Regions from separate parts of the Zea mays genome. Here region 2 is linked to region 1. The links are chromatin contacts, called in public Hi-C maps. All regions are on one chromosome and are shown on one strand. Each heading gives the region's core, a stretch centred on a gene start, on an enhancer-like site or on the middle of the called end of the contact. The rest is flanking DNA. Distances are from core to core; before and after follow the strand shown.

What was found. A called contact is a pair of places that touch in the nucleus more often than the background predicts.
Region 2: a contact with region 1 is called in a Hi-C map of endosperm, with 5 times the contacts expected there. The contact joins the promoter of LOC100382649 here to the promoter of LOC100193303 in region 1. A contact is called at or near these places in 5 of 25 Hi-C or Micro-C datasets (bundle sheath, ear, endosperm and 2 more).

Annotation. Positions count from the first base shown.
Region 1 is chr8:27,045,897-27,049,735 of Zm-B73-REFERENCE-NAM-5.0, forward strand. LOC100193303 reads right to left here and starts at 2,060. Exons shown (of 5, transcript NM_001358702.1): 1 at 1,951-2,060; 2 at 1,183-1,543; 3 at 986-1,087; 4 at 59-888. The coding sequence starts at 1,484.
Region 2 is chr8:27,566,437-27,570,341 of Zm-B73-REFERENCE-NAM-5.0, forward strand. It overlaps LOC100382649 (putative leucine-rich repeat receptor-like protein kinase family protein), which reads right to left and starts at 1,362. Exons shown (of 2, transcript NM_001175373.1): 1 at 1-1,362. The coding sequence starts at 1,183. LOC100383812 reads right to left here. Exons shown (of 1, transcript NM_001176444.1): 1 at 2,906-3,905. The coding sequence ends at 3,109.

The DNA.
Region 1 (3,839 bases), core at 810-3,309:
TTCTTTGAAACCAACCGCGGTGGTTTACGATCGATCGGTGAGAATTTTTGACTGTTACCTGCGAAAGTGGTGACGACAACCTCGTAGTGCTCGCCGACGGTGACCTCGGTTAGCCCGACGGGCTCGGGCTCAGCCTCGGCGTAGCACGTGTCGCCGGCAGTGCCGCCGCCGTGGCCGGTGGCCGCCTTGAGCGGGATGAACTCGAAGTAGGCGATGTTGGGGAGCACGGTGAAGGTGGCGGACTCCGGCGGCGTCTCGGGCTCCACGTTGGCGCCGACCCAGCCCTCGGACGCGCCGTACTCGGCGGCGACGAGGGGCAGGCCGCCCGCGTAGTGGCGGAGCTTCTTCACGTAGTGCTCCATGGTCCCCGTCATGATGCCGTGCACGTACCTGGCGTTGGGGAACAGCGCCGGGATGACGCCGTACCAGTTGCTGAGCCCGGCGCACCGGCGCGCCACCTCGTCTGCGCGCGCCGGGTCCGGGCCCGCCAGCAGCGCCTCCACGGCCCCGCGCACGGCCGGCGCGGCGACGCGCGCGGGCGACAGCGCGCCCGCGCGGATGTCGGCGCACAGCTCCTCCCACACGCGCTCGAAGGTCTGGAAGGCCAGCACGATGCTGTGCGCGAAGGTGGCGGACACGATGCGCACCTCGTCGGCGTACAGCAGGCCGCACAGCAGGTGGCAGTAGAGCGACTGCGCGAAGTCGGCGCCGAAGATCACCGCCTCCGGGCTGCACACCTGCGACTGGATGGCGCGCATCGTGGGCATGAACTCCTCGCTGCGGTACACGTTGGTGGTGGCCGTCGTCGCCGTCAGCCCGCCCTTGGTGGTGAACTGCCGGCTGCCGTAGATGAACTGCAGCGCCTTGCCGTCCTCCACGGGGAACGCCCTGCGAGGGAAGCGCGGTGCAGTGTGGAGGCGAGGCGATGAGAATATAGATGATCTGACAGTGTGACATGCATATGCGCGCGCGTGCACTCACTCACCTGTTCCTGAAGGCGTAGGAAGTCCGGTATATCTGCATCGTGGACTTGACGAGCTCCTGGTTGAAGGGCAGGTACTTGCGCTTCCCCTGCGTCGTGCCGGAGCTGCATGACACGGGAATAATAGGGCCAGCGGACGGTCAGTCACACACGGTGGCTCACCGACATGTACAGAGCGAGTCGAGTCGAGTATTACCGACCTGAGGGAGATGGAGGTGATGGGCTTGGCGGTGAGCACGGGGGACGTGTCGCCGTCGGCGATACGCGCAATGTAGGGCTCGATGTCGGCGTGCGTGGCGAGCGGCACGCAGGCGCGGAAGCTGGCGGCGTCGGTGCGGCCCGCGAGGCCCCGGCAGCGGAGGTACTCGGCGCAGGCGTTGTCTGCCAGGATCCGGCGCAGCGTGTCGCGCTGCACGGCGGCGGCGTCCCGCGTGAGGGACTCGAACTCGGCGATCACCGCCTCGCCGCAGAACGCGGCGGCCTGCGCCTCCTTCTCCGGCATGGCGTGGCCCGGGCCCGGCCGCCTCGTGCTGCTGCTGCTCCTCGTCTGCCGTCTACGACCTGCAAGGCGAGACAAGGCGACAGGCAGACGGACAAGGAGTGAGGACGTGACGACGCCCAGGGACGCGCGCCTCCATGGCATCGCACGGCATGCGGGGGCAGGCGGGCACTGAGCCTTGCTCCAACTCGTGCGGTCTCATGGGGATGAGGGGTTTGAGTGCACGCCCCACTTGGCTCGCAGCCGATTTGTCATTAAAGAAAAGGGGACGACGGAGGACGGAGGAAGGGTGAGGACACGCGAGACAGGCGGAGAGGACAAGACGAACGAGAGGAGCGGCCGGGCGGCGCGCGCGGCGGTGGAAACGGATCGGAGGCTGGCGTGCCCGCATCATCGGCATGCTTATCCCCGTGAGGTACCGTGAGGATCGGGATCGGAGGGAGAGAAGAAGAAGACAGAGCTAGCGCACCTGCCGACGCCGCCGCGGGGCCGGACGCACGGTCGGTCGGCGGCCTCCTTCGCTCCTCTCCCCTCGGCCTCTCGCCCTCCTCTGGCTCCGGCTCCGGTTGCGGTGCTTGGTGGTGGTGCGGTACTGCGTTGTGGCGGACGGACCAGGTCAGGTTATATATATTGGTGGTGCGGTGTGACACACACGCAACGCAGGCAGGGACAGCCGGACAGCACGCCGTCCGTGCGTGCGTGCGGGCGGCGGCGGCGGCGGCCCCCAGCTGCCAGACAACTGTGTCCTGGCAATTCACCCTGCTAGTCTAGGGAAGATACTAATTAGGGCTTGTTCGGTTAGCTCTCAATCCATGTGGATTGAGCGGGATTGGATGGGTTTGAATCCCAAACAAGTCAAACTTCTTCACATTTTTTTCCAATCCCATCCAATCCATGTGTATTGGGAATAACCGAACAAGCCCTTACTGCTGCTGCCTGGATGGATCTGAAGGAAGGAAGGAAGGAGGAGGGCTAGTCAGCCGCAACCAGTGGTGGTGACAGCGACGCCATGATCGACTCGAGTCGAGTGACGAGTGAGGATAAGGCCAGCAGGATGTTACCCCGCTGACAACTACGTCCGTTGCCACTTGCTTGCCATGCGTGGTTTTCTTTACCTTTATTTTTGTTAAAAAAACAAATAAAAACGTTAGCTGAGTTTTTTTTTCATGTCTGTTCTCCTCCTTGCGTACGACACGAGCTTCGAAATCTCTAACGTCATCACTTACAAGAGTCCTGCTAGAGTTAAGTAAGATCGACACCAGCCATGGCCTTGACGGAGCATGACTCGGACGCACGAAATCACTCCCGAAAAGAAAAAAGAAAAGAAAAACCATTGTATGGTACGGTATGGGTATGGTTGCCTTGCCTTTGCCTGCCTCCTCCCCGATGGAGACAGGTCCGTGCGTTACGCTGGCTGGACCAGGTCGTCTTGTTTGTTCCGGCCAGCATCGACCGTGCAAGGGCGAAGGAGAGGCTGCGGGCGGGAGATGTGCCGGCCGGCCTCATTTCGGGGAGACATTGGAAATTTTGTTATTATTATTTTTGGGTTTAGTCAGTACACTATTAGACCCACAGATTATAAATATAGATGGACCACTAGTCATAAACACGAGATAGTATAATAACATACAACTAAAATTGAGATTGACAAAATCACAAATTTTTCCATTTCGCGCAATCCCCGGAATAGGGACAAGTAGCGGTGTTAATAGGAACCTCGTTAAATTATGTTTAGATAGTCTATTATTCACGTGAGGGAGATTTGGTGTAAATTAGTTTAATTTATACATTAATTTTCTTCAATCTATATGTATTGGGATAAATACTAGAGTAACCAAATATGTCCTAAGGGTTCCTTTAAAAAGGAGAATTTTTCTTGTTTACTGTGTTTTTATGTGAAAACGAACTGATTCTATAAAATTCTATAAAATAAACGTACGATTTATCTGAAATTCCTATATTCTAAAAGAACCCTAAGATTTGGGAAAAAATCTCCACCCCTATTGGATTGGATATGACAGGTATGTGTATAGGGAAGCTGAATCCGAACTGGATTAACGTACAGTAGGTAATACTCACTCAGAAAAATTAGTGCGTGTTTGGTTCGGTTTTATGAACTAGATTCGCTACCAAAAATCTAAAATCTAAATCAAACGGGTACAACATCAGAATTGGTTTCTAGAAATTTATAGATTTCTCTAGTTCAATTCATAATCACCTCCCACCACAAAATTTTCAGATAACTACCAGTCATATTACAATTTGTCACCCATGTGAAAGGATCACGATGCCCAAGAGGGGGGTGAATTGGGCTTTTCTAAAAATCAACAATAATTAAACCCTAAGCAAGAGCCCAAC
Region 2 (3,905 bases), core at 112-2,611, 520 kb after region 1:
GCCGCCCGGCGTTCACCTCCTTGAGCCTCTTGACGACGACCGTGGTGGCGTCCTCCAGCACGGCCCGGTACGCCGTCCCGAACGCGCCCTTGCCCAGGACCTCGGCGGAGGCGCGGAGCAGGTCCTCCAGGTCGAACGCCAGCGACGGGGCCTCAAAGAAGACCATCCGGTTGCCGTCCCCGGCCTTGCCGATGACCGCCTTGGACTCGGGCGATTCCCTCCCCTTCTTCTCCCCGCCCTTCCCTGCAGCCGCGCCGCCGCCTACTGTCTCTTCATCGCGGCCCTCCCTGCTGCTGTTGCAGAATGCGAGGAGCAGCAGCGCCGCGACGGCGAACCCGAGGACGCACCCTCCCACGGCAATGGCGAGGATGGCCGCCTCGCTGAGCCTGGGCCGCCGCCTCGCGGGGGGAGGCGCAGCGAGGCCAGGAGGCGGAGCGACAACAACCGGCGGCGCCTGAGCCGGAGCCGGGCGCGTGAGGCTGTTGCCGGCGAAGGCGGCGTCGGGGAAGCGGAGGAGGGACGCCGGCACGGTCCCGTCGAGGCGGTTGTTGGAGAGGTTGAGGAAACGGAGCGCGGGGAGGCCGAGGTCCGGGACGCGGCCGGAAAGCGAGTTGTTGGAGAGGTCGAGCGCGACGAGGCGGGTGAGGTTGGCGAGCGCGCCGGGGACGGCGCCGTCGAAGGCGTTGAAAGAGAGGTCGAGCACCTGGAGCGCGGTCAGCCCCGCGAGGGCGGCGGGGAGCGCGCCGGAGAAGGCGTTGCGGTGGAGGTGGAGGCCCTCGAGCGCGGGCAGGCGCAGGAGGTCGGCGGGGAGCGGGCCGGAGAGGTCGTTGGAGCGCAGGCTGAGCAGCTGCAGCGCGGTGAGGCGGCCGAGCGTGCCCGGCGGCACGGCGCCCGAGAGGCCCAGCCCCGGGAGGTGCAGCGCCACGACGCGCGCGCCGTCCGCGCTGCAGGTGACCCCCGTCCAGCCGGGGCCGGGGCCGTCGGCGCTGCAGGCGAGGTGGGTGGTGGACCAGTTGATGCGCGCGCGGGCGGTGGCGCCGCGGCCCACGCCGGAGAGGAACGCCAGCAGCGCCGCCTTGTCGGCGTCGGGCTCGGAGGAGGCCAGGCGGGGGCGGAGTGAGAGGCAGAGGAAGAGGCAGATACGGAGCAGGAGCCCCGCCCCACGGAGCGGCGGCGTGGGCATCGCTGCCCCTACTCTCTCACCTGAATGGCTGGATCTGAGTGAGCAACGAAACGAACGCTGCTGAACGGAGGGAGGGAGAGTGAGAGAGGTGCGCCAAAATTGGCTGCTCTCGCTCTGCTGCTAGCTTGGAGCGGCCGTGGCCGCGTCCGCGTGGGCGAGGAAGGGAAGGGAAGCGTGCGCGAGTGCGGACTGCGGAGGCGGAGACGCCACCGAGAGCGAGCAAGAGGAGAGTCGGGTTCGGGAGTGCGTTTTTGGTGGGAGGACTGGTTCGAGGGGAGACGAACGGAACGTTGTGCGCGGCGGTGTCGGCTACTACCGCGGTGCGTGCTCGGCAAGTGACGGCGGCGCGGTCAGCGATCTGCGCCTTCAATTCCCATGTGAGCCTCTGCTGGCAATCGAATTGTAGCAGCACTTTATTAGGAATTAGAAAACTTGTTGTTAATTATTATTACAGGCAGCGGTTGACCGACGGATCCATCCGCAGCTCTCCAACTCTCACACAGTCTCGTCAGCCGACACTTGGGTTAGGCCGGCGGGAATGAGGAAAGCGATGGGCCGTGAATGACTTCACTGCAGTGTGTGGGCGACGATGATTGCTTTGCACGCAGCACGGCAAGGACTTGGCTTTCTTTCGCTTTGCACCTTTTTCCTGCCAAGTTCATTTTTTTTTTGAATTCAAACTTTGAACTGAACGAACGAGAGCACCCCACGTCCCCACGCCATGCACAAGGCCCCCAAGCCAAGACAGCTGACAACATTGGCCATGCTTTGCCTGTGCTTGTTTTGCGGATTCTGTCCATACGGACAAGCAAACAGCCGAGCAGGGAGATAGGACAGGCTAGCTTTGGACGTGTCTTGTGTCTGCCTCTGCCGCTCGGTGGTCGAGCTCCAGCATGCAGAGGCCGGGGGGGCATGCAATGCAGCAGAGCACAGGGCTCGCCGGCCGGGCGACGTGGGGAGGAAAAGAAGGCAGGCTCACCGCTCACCGACCATCACGTAGGCAGGACTAGGACGACGATGGGCGAGGAGCATGCTGCCAAGTGCCAAGACGCAGCAGACGCGTGTCAGCCAACTATTAGACTGTCTTCAGCGCATGCCGCGCCCTTCCCCCTCCCCTTGCACTGTGCACGTTTAGGGCTTGTTTGGTTACACCAATCCAGAGGGAGATTGAAGGGGATTAAATCCCCTCCTAGTCAAAAATGACTAGAAGGGGATTTAAACCCCTTCAATCCCCCTCTGGATTAGTGTAACCGAACATGCCCTTAGGGTGACGAGATGGGTGCAGCGGCCACCTCTAAACCTTCCCCTACAAGCAACAGTGGTAGCGCTGGGAGCAGTGCTCCGCTAGATGTGGAGGACTGTGGCAAGCCCTCTAAACACTGTGCTTGTACTGTTGAATTAATTGTTAGTAGAATAAAAATTGACAAGAGATGAAAAGTAGGTATAGAAAATGATATTTTATGGTTGTAGTGGGGTGTAGGGGAAGGATTTAGGGGGAACCGCTGTACAGGGTGGAGATATAGGAGGAAAGAGAACGCTGACGTGGCACGTGAGTGGGATATAGGGGGGCCAAATTTAGGGGCAACCGCTGAAGACAGTCTTAGCGCCCTACATGGCTGCTCATACCATACATACATGGCTGGGCTTGTAAATTCTCGAGATACGATAGTCAAAGTCGCTAAAGCTACCTCGCAGTCAACGAAAATTGTTAGCAACACCTCTCAACCAAACACTGGATAATTGGATTCAATTATGATCTGAGTACATGACGATAGGAAAGGAAAGTTGCAACGAGCTAAGGATCTATACGGAGAAGTAGAACTCTAGAAGATAGGAGGAAGAGACTGAAGAGGTAGAAGCACAATATGGAATGGATGTCTTCTGAATATTTCATTGATGCCTATCGCCTGCGCAGCTTCTCCATTTTATAGCAGAGAATACCCCATGCCACCTTCCAAGGGCCCACATGACACCACATGGCAGTGTACTGACATTCCCCACCGCTTGAAATGCGGCTTGCCCCCAAGCCGCTGATAGTGTAGACAATGACTGGTGGATCCGTGGTGGCCATAGAGCTCTTTGTTGTACATCAATCCAAGTATCATGTGTTTCAGGAACTCCACACCAACCAACAGACTGTTGTAATAATGATAAGGTAATACTGCCCATGCAAGCTTAGTTGACCTACAAAAATACCTCATTGTAGGAAATTCAACTAATATGAAAGCGAGCAGCACGGCAGGCGTTATCCGATGATGGAAACACAGACCGGTATGTTGTCCTACACTTTTGCACAGATCTGAAATTCTCTCAAGCATAGGCCTGGGAATAAAAGCTCTAGAGGGGTTCCTCGAATTCAAAACAGTAACAAGTTTAGGGACATGCTCCTTATCTTTCAGAACCTTCTCCAACCAATCAACATCATAATGAAGTGTCCTGGAATCGCAACCACCAACTAATATGTCGGTAGCACCTGTCATCTGGAACGACATGTAGGTGATGAAATAATTTGGTGTAAACATGACAATGGAATAACCAGCATCACAAGAAGTGAGGACCAGATTCACAAAAGCCTGAATCGCACTAGCAGTGACCATGACTGATGACTTGGTAAGCTTATTCTCTCTGCTTAGTAAAATGAAGGATGGCCATGGAATTGGTCTTAACCCAGGGATATTGCCTCTGTAGCTTCTTAGTTTTTGTGACTGTGTGCGCCCAATCC